Linked DNA regions of Muntiacus reevesi: region 1 is linked to region 2. A link is a contact called in public Hi-C data. All regions are on one chromosome and are shown on one strand. The core of a region is the stretch at or near the end of the contact, and the rest is flanking DNA. Distances in the headings are between cores, read along the strand shown. Region 1 holds the start of CDK6 (cyclin dependent kinase 6). Region 2 holds the start of RBM48 (RNA binding motif protein 48).

Region 1 (3,962 bases), core at 234-2,733, 310 kb after region 2:
TATGGAGGGCTTGGTATTTCAAAGGTCAATCTTGGGTCTCTCCACTTTGGTGACTAATGTTAAACTATTTGACTTTTCACAAAAATATTTAGCTATGCTTATTTACATAATCTCATCCACAGCACACATACAGTAGTAGATATGTATTTGTTGAACAGAGCCCCTGGACAGATGAGGAGACAGGAAGAAGACCTCAAGACCTCCTTTCTCCAACTTATTATCTTAGAAGTTGAGAAAGGTAAAATCACACCCTAATTTGTAGAAGTTTCTGGGCATTCCTTTTCAGCTTAAAACTATGCACCTCTGTTTAAAAAAAGAAAAGGATGACACACCACACAATGTCAAACACACAATGGGGAAATTCCAGGATCACTAAGAAAACACCATTATCCAAAGTCACACACACTTTGGTTTAATACTGGTTCCCACACAAGAGACACTGTAAAAGCTGCTGCCTCCCCACCCGCCAGCACAGCCCACCGAGGAGAATCCTGGGCAGGACGTTTGCAATCTAAATATTCCATAACCTGGACTGACTGCCTGGAGAAGGAGCCTAAGGACTATGCCCTCTCAGACACACAAAATAATACGAACAGGTAACATGTTTGGAAGACATTTTAAAAATGATACAAACTGGGCGTCGGCACTGAAGTCCTTCATCAGGAATCCTTATCATTATGCAACGTTAGCGAAAAGAAAATGTAGGTGTAATTGACAAAATTATTCTCAAGTGTTTCTGCACTTTAAAACCTCATTTATACGAGGCTCTGGCAGAAGACTTTTTTCCCCTACTAATTACCACCATACCCTGTTACCTCTCATTCATTCTCTCAAAAACTCCCCCAATGGCCAAGAAAACTACGCGGGGGCCTGGGGGGCTGGGCGCCCGTCTCAGGTTGCCTTGTTCTGTCCCCTAAAGGACACCCATCTTTCCGGACCCCTTTCAGGAAGAACCGGGAGGAAAACACTTGGAACTGGCACAGCGGCGGGGAAGGCTGCGCAGGTCATATTTTCTGACTGGTCTTTTTGCTCGCTGTCTGGCAAGGTCGCCAGCTCTGGCTCGTGGCTCTGTCGACAAAACTCACTCTCACTCCGTAAGGTCGACGGATGGCGCCCTGCCTCCCCCGCCCGCGCAGCATCCTCGCGGGGCCGGGGACCCCAGGCCCTCCCCCAGCGCACGGCCCCCGACGGCACGGGCGCCGATCCACCGCTCACCTGACCACGTTGGGGTGCTCGAAGGTCTCCAGGTGCCTCAGCACCGCCACCTCGCGGATGGTGGAGAGCGGCATGCCCTCCTCGCCAGTCTGCACTCGCACGCGTTTCAGCGCCACGAAACGGCCTCCGTTCTTCAGGTCCCGGGCCTTGAACACCTTCCCGTAGGCGCCCTCCCCGATCTCCGCCACGCACTCATACTGCTGGTCAGCACGGCTCAGGCCGTCCTTCTCCATGCCGCCCGGACGCCGCCCGGCGCGGTGCCGCTGGCGCGGGCGGGGGGCGCGCTCGGCTCGCTGGTGGCCGCCGCTCGCCTCCTCCCGGACTCCCCGGCCGACTCCCTCGCGCCCCGGAGCTCGGTCTCGCTCGCTCTCACCCCCCGCCGACTACCGCGCTCGGGCGCTCGGACTCTCGCGGCCGCCGGGGCTGGATGGAGCGACCTCCCCGCGGGCGGGCGCAACCCTGGTGCCGCCGCTCTGAAACTCCGCCTGCTGAGTCGCCGAGGAGCGAGCCGATCCCTCCTCTTCCCTCCCCGAAGCGCAGTCCTCTGCAGTCACCGAGGCGATTACATAGTCTCAGTCTCAGCCCGAGCGCGTCTCAGCCCACGGTCATTCCACCTAAAGGAGGAGACAGGAGGACAAGAAGAAAGTGTAATCAGACATCCCAGGCGCCTTCTCCGGGGTTCCTACAGGGACCCCTCCTCCTCCTCTACGCAGCCCCCATCGCTACCCTCTGCGAGCTCCTGCCCTCTCCCAGGCCGCTTAATCCTTCCTGGTTCCTCCGAGAAAAACGAAGTTACTTTTCTTTCCCTGCAGAGCTGGAGCCGTCTTCGTGCGGAGAGGTTGCAGGGGCCCCTCGGGGATGAGCGCCGGGCGCGGGACGCAGTGGAACGAGAGGGGGCGTGCCAAGCAGCCCAGAGTGTGCCGGGAGCGCGGGGGAGGGGAGGCGCCGGGCACGTCAATGTCACGGCTTAATATTTCCCTGTATTATTGTGTTGCGCTGCTGCCCTCCCTGCCTGCCGGGCCTGGACGTCGGGGGACAGGGGCTCCGTGGGTGCCGTGGGGGCGTTCTGGGGTCGTGCGCAGCCCGCTGTGGAGAGACCTCGGGTCCGCCCGAGTGCGGCCGCAGAATGTGGGTGGGGGCTCCCAGGACCTTTGTAACCCGATGCTGGGAGTGTGCGAGGAGGGGTGGTCAGACATCTGCTCGGAAATTGCTTCCTTTCTACTTTCAGTTTTTCTACGAGGAGACATTTAAAGACGACACACAAATGGTCTTTTTAGGGTAAAAGAGTCTGGGTTGGAAACGGAATCCTTCCTCTGACTTGGGAAGACCTCCCTGGTGGAAAGCCATCAGATCCGAGAGGGCGGGAGCTCCCGCTCCTCTGGAGTGGGTGAGCGATGCCTCCCCCTGCGGTGTGGCGGGGCGGCGGGGGGGTGAGCGGGTGAAGTCGCCTGCCGAACCCTAAGAATGGGATAAAGAGGTGCTTGCCGCAGTTCAGCTGGTCGTCTCCTTGGAGAACTTCAGAAGCAAGGCGGCATAATCGTGACTCGCCTTGAATTTTTCAACCGATTGCAACCTGAGCGAAACAGCCTCCCCTTAAAAAGGGCGAGGGGCGGGGGGAGTAAAGGCTGCCTCCAGGGGGAAGCGAAAAGGGGTTGCGCCCCCGAGGCCGGGACTCGCGAACCTTTCCCCACTCTCAGGGTTGTTCCTGAAGTAGGTAGCAGAGGTGGTTGCTCCACTCCCCTTTCAGCTTAAGGTCGGGTCCGAACTGCAGCCAGTGGCGCCCGGAACCCACCACACCCCCCCATACACACACAACAAAGCGGGGGTGGGGGTCGCACTCTTCTTTCCCATTCAAGCTGCAATCCAGGACCCAGGACCTCCGCTCCACCAACGCTGTGGTCTCCGCCGGACATTCGCCGCTCCGACTGCGTGTCCGAAATTCCCGGAGCTCCTCGGAATTACCTGCCCCGCACCTCTGGCTCGCTCGCCTTCCGCCAGGAATTAAAGACACAGACTGCGCGACTCCCGCGGTCTGCGGGCGGAGGGGACCGCAGCGAGCACCGGGCTCCTCACACTCTCTCCATTCAGAATTCTCCTTAAAAGGTGAAGGCCAGTCCTGGGGGAGCCGAAGAACGAGCCCCCCGAGCCGAGGACCCAGCGGTCGGAGCCAGGCCGAGGGCCACACAGGTAGCGGAGGAGCCGCGGCGAGCGCGCCGCCCGCCCCCTCCCGCGGGCCCCCTCCGCGCCCCAGGCCTGCCCGCCGCCGGGCGGCGGAGGAAGCGGCGGGGACGTCCCACCCCCGCAGGGAGCTGCGCCCGCCGCCCCCGCCCGGCCCCGCACCGCCCGCCCGGCTCTCCCCCCTCGCTCCCCGGACTGTCGGCTCCGGCGGAGAGAAACGGGAGCAGCCGTGCCTCCCCCCCGCCCCGTCCACTTTTTTGTTGTTGTTGTTGCTTTCCCACGCTGGCTGAATGTGACTTGACCCCATTTCAAAAAGTTTGACAGAGTGCTTCAACATTTCCGCATTCCTCCGCGACTACAAAGGCTGCAGCCGCCTCCTTCTGCTTTCTGTCTCTGCTCTCTGTCTTCACACTCAATGAAATCCTTCATGTGCCTCTCCCGAAGCCTGCCAAGCACCCCAAGGGTCGCCACCAGCGCGGCGACCAGAGGCCGCCCCGGGGACCACGACTCCCGCGTGTGCGCACACGCAGATGCGCCCACGTGCACAGTGACGGGCGCGGGGCTCGGGC
Region 2 (3,527 bases), core at 666-3,165:
TAAAGATATCCATGAATTAATTCTTACAAATACTTATCAAAGGCTCAAAATTTAAAACAAAGATGAAGACCATTAAACCTAATACAGCACCCACATTCTAGGAGCAAATTAGTTACTGTAAGGAAGCACTTCTATAAGCTCAGCAGGTGAGGAGTGTTTCCAATAAAGTCTGGAGGTGATGATTTAAATTTCCATCAGAGCTGACTGAGTACAGGGCGGCAGGATCTACCTAGGACTTGGTGACAAAACTAACTCACCTCCTGCCATGAAGGATATCATCAGAGCCTAGAGACTGTCTGCGGCTCAGATGCTCTGTGACTCTTCGCCACCCCATGGACTGTAGCCCGCGAGGTTCCTCGGTTCCTGGAATTCTCCAGGCAAGAATACTGGACTGGGTTGCCATTTTCTCCTTCAGGGGATCTTCCCCACCCAGGAATCGAACCGGCGTCTCTTATATCCCCTACATTGGTCCAAGGCTTCTTTACCACTAGCTGTCACCTGGGAGGCCCAGAAAGACTCTCTATTGTAAAAGCAATAATGGCAGGAGCTACTGAAATTAACATGCTTTGAAAGACTGGGGGGAAAAACAATCTAGGAAAGTAATTACAGGGAAGTAGCTAAAATGGAGAGGTGGGATATTTAAAATTATTGCAAACTCCTAAATATTTCCTGCAAGGATTAGCCCGTAGTGGGTACTATGCATCCAGGATTTTCAAAGATTTCAACTATTCTATCTTTATGTCCTCACAGCACACTCAAACTCTTAGACCAGGTGCCTCTGTTTTATAATTACGAAACTAGGGATGTGGTTAGAACTATGAACTACCACAATCACAATGTCCAGAGGGCAACTGCCTGCAGAGGTCCAAGTATGCATAGTCCCACTGCACGTTCCGGGCACACCTCGGAGGTATTCTGAGCCGCGGAGACGCAGCGAGAACCTTCATCTTAATAAACTATCTCGCTCGCGACTCGGTCTCTATTAATTTACAGGGACTCCTGGGCCACAGACAGGCAGGCGCACCTGGAAATCACTGGCAGGAAAAACGTTTTTTACGAAAGAAAAAAAAAGAAAACCCGCAAAGACAAACTCGACTTCGCCAAAGCTTTTCCAACCTGGAGTGAGGAACAGGGGAACTCAAAGGTAGAATTACCAGCATGTGTGAAAGCCCAGTTTCACCCAGTGAAGACCTGGAACCCGTACGGCAAGTTAACGCAAAGGCCTGGGGCTGCACCCGACGTCGCAGGGCTGCAAAGACCGCCCGGACCGGCCCTGCTCCGGAGCGGCCCACGGTCTCGCCGCTGAACAGGTCGGCGGCGCGGGGAGAGCAGCCCGCGTCCCGCCGTCGGGAGACGCCCGAGCGGCCGCTGCGCCCGAAAAGGCCCGGGTCCCGGGCGACCGCAGGCGGCCCCCCCGGAGTCCCGAGTCCGGGCTGGGGAGTCCGTGGGGCGGGCGCGTTACCTGGAGCAAGTGCAGCTGGGCCACTAGGCGCCGCGGCAAGTGAAGGAAGCAGTCGCGCGTGTTGGTGAAGGCCACGGTCACGGCCGCCCCGCCACCAGAACCCGCCAGCCGACCGCCGCCCCACATCCTCCGCAAGCGAGGTCCCCCCGGAGGCCCACCCCAGCGGACGCGGGCTAACTGCGGGCCGAGCGCGTCCGGGCCAGAGTCGCTCGGTCGGCCCCGCGCCCAGGCCCCGCCCCTCGCGCCCGCCGCGCCGCGGCAGCCGGAGCGGCAAGCACGCCCACGCCGGCTCGGCGGGCCTCTCCGCCGCGCCGCTGGAGGGCGGCAGCTCGCTCGCCGACTACTTGCTCACAGGAAGCGATGGCCAACCCTGTCGACCCTTCAGCCAATCTCGGCGCGCCTTGACCCATCCCTCTCTCTTATTGGATAATCCGGAGGGCAACAAGGCGGATGTTGTCCTCTCTGCGAGGGCCAAAGCCGCCAAGATGGCGTCGAGCGGAGGGCAAGTTGGCGGCGTATTCGACCACCACGTCCAAAGGGCTGTGTGCGACTCGAGAGCCAAGTATCGGGAGGGCCGACGGCCTCGCGCTGTGAAGGTAAAGTGATTTTGGTTTCATTCGTTGTCGTCGGTAGCTTTATGTGAGCTGTAGCTTCACACGCCTAGTTAATGTAAATGAAGTCTTCAAAGGCTGCGGTCACATCCATTTGCTGGAGGTGAGTGTGAGGAACGCTGGTACTCAGGTACCAGATACTCTCGCGGAGTATCAGTCAACTGTTGGAGCTCCGTGAAAACGGGGTATGTGTTTACAGTAGTGAATATTTAACTCTTTCCTGTAACATTTACCGAGGCAACTTCTGAAGACGTATCGATTGGAGGTAGTCTATTATGTGCTTTAGCTTGAAGCTCTCACACGTAGGGTTAGTTACTGTTTATGCAAAGAGAGGGGCAGGTTTTTTAAAAACTTTTCTGCAGACCTGACCAGAGTAGTTCTTGTTTTCAGCTTTTTTTTTTTTTTTAATAGTAACAGGTTTGTCTTAGGCTTGTTTGTGAAATACATTTAATGTGTCTGCATTTGTTTTAGGTATATACAATCAACTTGGAGTCTTGGTACTTACTAATACAAGGAGTTCCTGCAGTGGGAGCAATGAAGGAATTAGTTGAGCGATTTGCTCTATATGGTGCAATTGAACAGTACAATGCTCTAGACGAATACCCAGCAGAAGACTTTACAGAGGTTTATCTTATTAAATTTCTCAATTTACAGAGCGCAAGGTAATGTGCAAGTTAAGCAGTGTCTCATTTCCTCTGTTGCCATTGCTGTCATTTTGGCCTCCCGCATTCTTTCATGAATTACCCAGTAGTTTAACATGGCTTTTTATTTTTCTCCAATATTCTTAATGTAGGTGTTAGCTTTATCAAGTCTGTCCATCAGGTCATCCCCATGCTTAACTATTTTTATTTATTTATTATTTATTATTATTTTTTTTTTTTGCTTAACTATTTTCTGTCTTTGTAGTGTGGTAGATTAAAAACTGGGTTTGGACTAAGTTTTCAGGTTTCACTGCTTACTAATCATGACCTTGGGCAAGTTATTTAATCCCATTAAATCTGTTTTCCTGTTTTATAAAATGTGTATGGTAAAAAAGGGATCTACTTACTTAAGTTGTATGAGGATGAAATGAGATAATCCATGTAAAGGGCTTAGCAAATGCCTCCTGTTCAGAATGCAGTAAACATTAGCTGTTAACATTTCTTGTTATGCATCTATATGAATTGACCCCATGTTTTTTTTTCTTCTGTATAGCATAAATCCTCTGCTCTAGTAAGGGAAATATGAAATGCCTTATCTCATATTCTTGTCATTAATATGCTTCAAGACCCATCCTTCCCTGGCTATTACAATTCACATTTTCTGTGCTATAAATAGTACTGGGGTATGTGGGCAATATATTGGTCTCCAGTTGCTCTTACGTATAATCTCACTGCCCTAACCAGCTTGCCATCTCCTCATGGTTAGGGAAGCATATTTTCTCATTGTGCATTCATTCCACAAAGCTTTTGCAT

The links. Hi-C and Micro-C count contacts between places; a contact is called where the count stands out from the background.
Region 1: a Hi-C map of muscle shows a contact between it and region 2, with 2.9 times the contacts expected there. The contact joins the promoter of CDK6 here to the promoter of RBM48 in region 2. A contact is called at or near these places in 2 of 3 Hi-C or Micro-C datasets (blood and muscle).

What each region holds. Positions count from the first base shown.
Region 1 is chr6:9,789,978-9,793,939 of mMunRee1.1, forward strand. CDK6 (cyclin dependent kinase 6) reads right to left here and starts at 1,484. Exons shown (of 6, transcript XM_065938631.1): 1 at 1,216-1,484. The coding sequence starts at 1,448.
Region 2 is chr6:9,480,495-9,484,021 of mMunRee1.1, forward strand. RBM48 (RNA binding motif protein 48) reads left to right here and starts at 1,916. Exons shown (of 5, transcript XM_065939788.1): 1 at 1,916-2,058; 2 at 2,545-2,735. The coding sequence starts at 1,948. It overlaps PEX1 (peroxisomal biogenesis factor 1), which reads right to left and starts at 1,686. Exons shown (of 24, transcript XM_065938647.1): 1 at 1,463-1,686. The coding sequence starts at 1,588.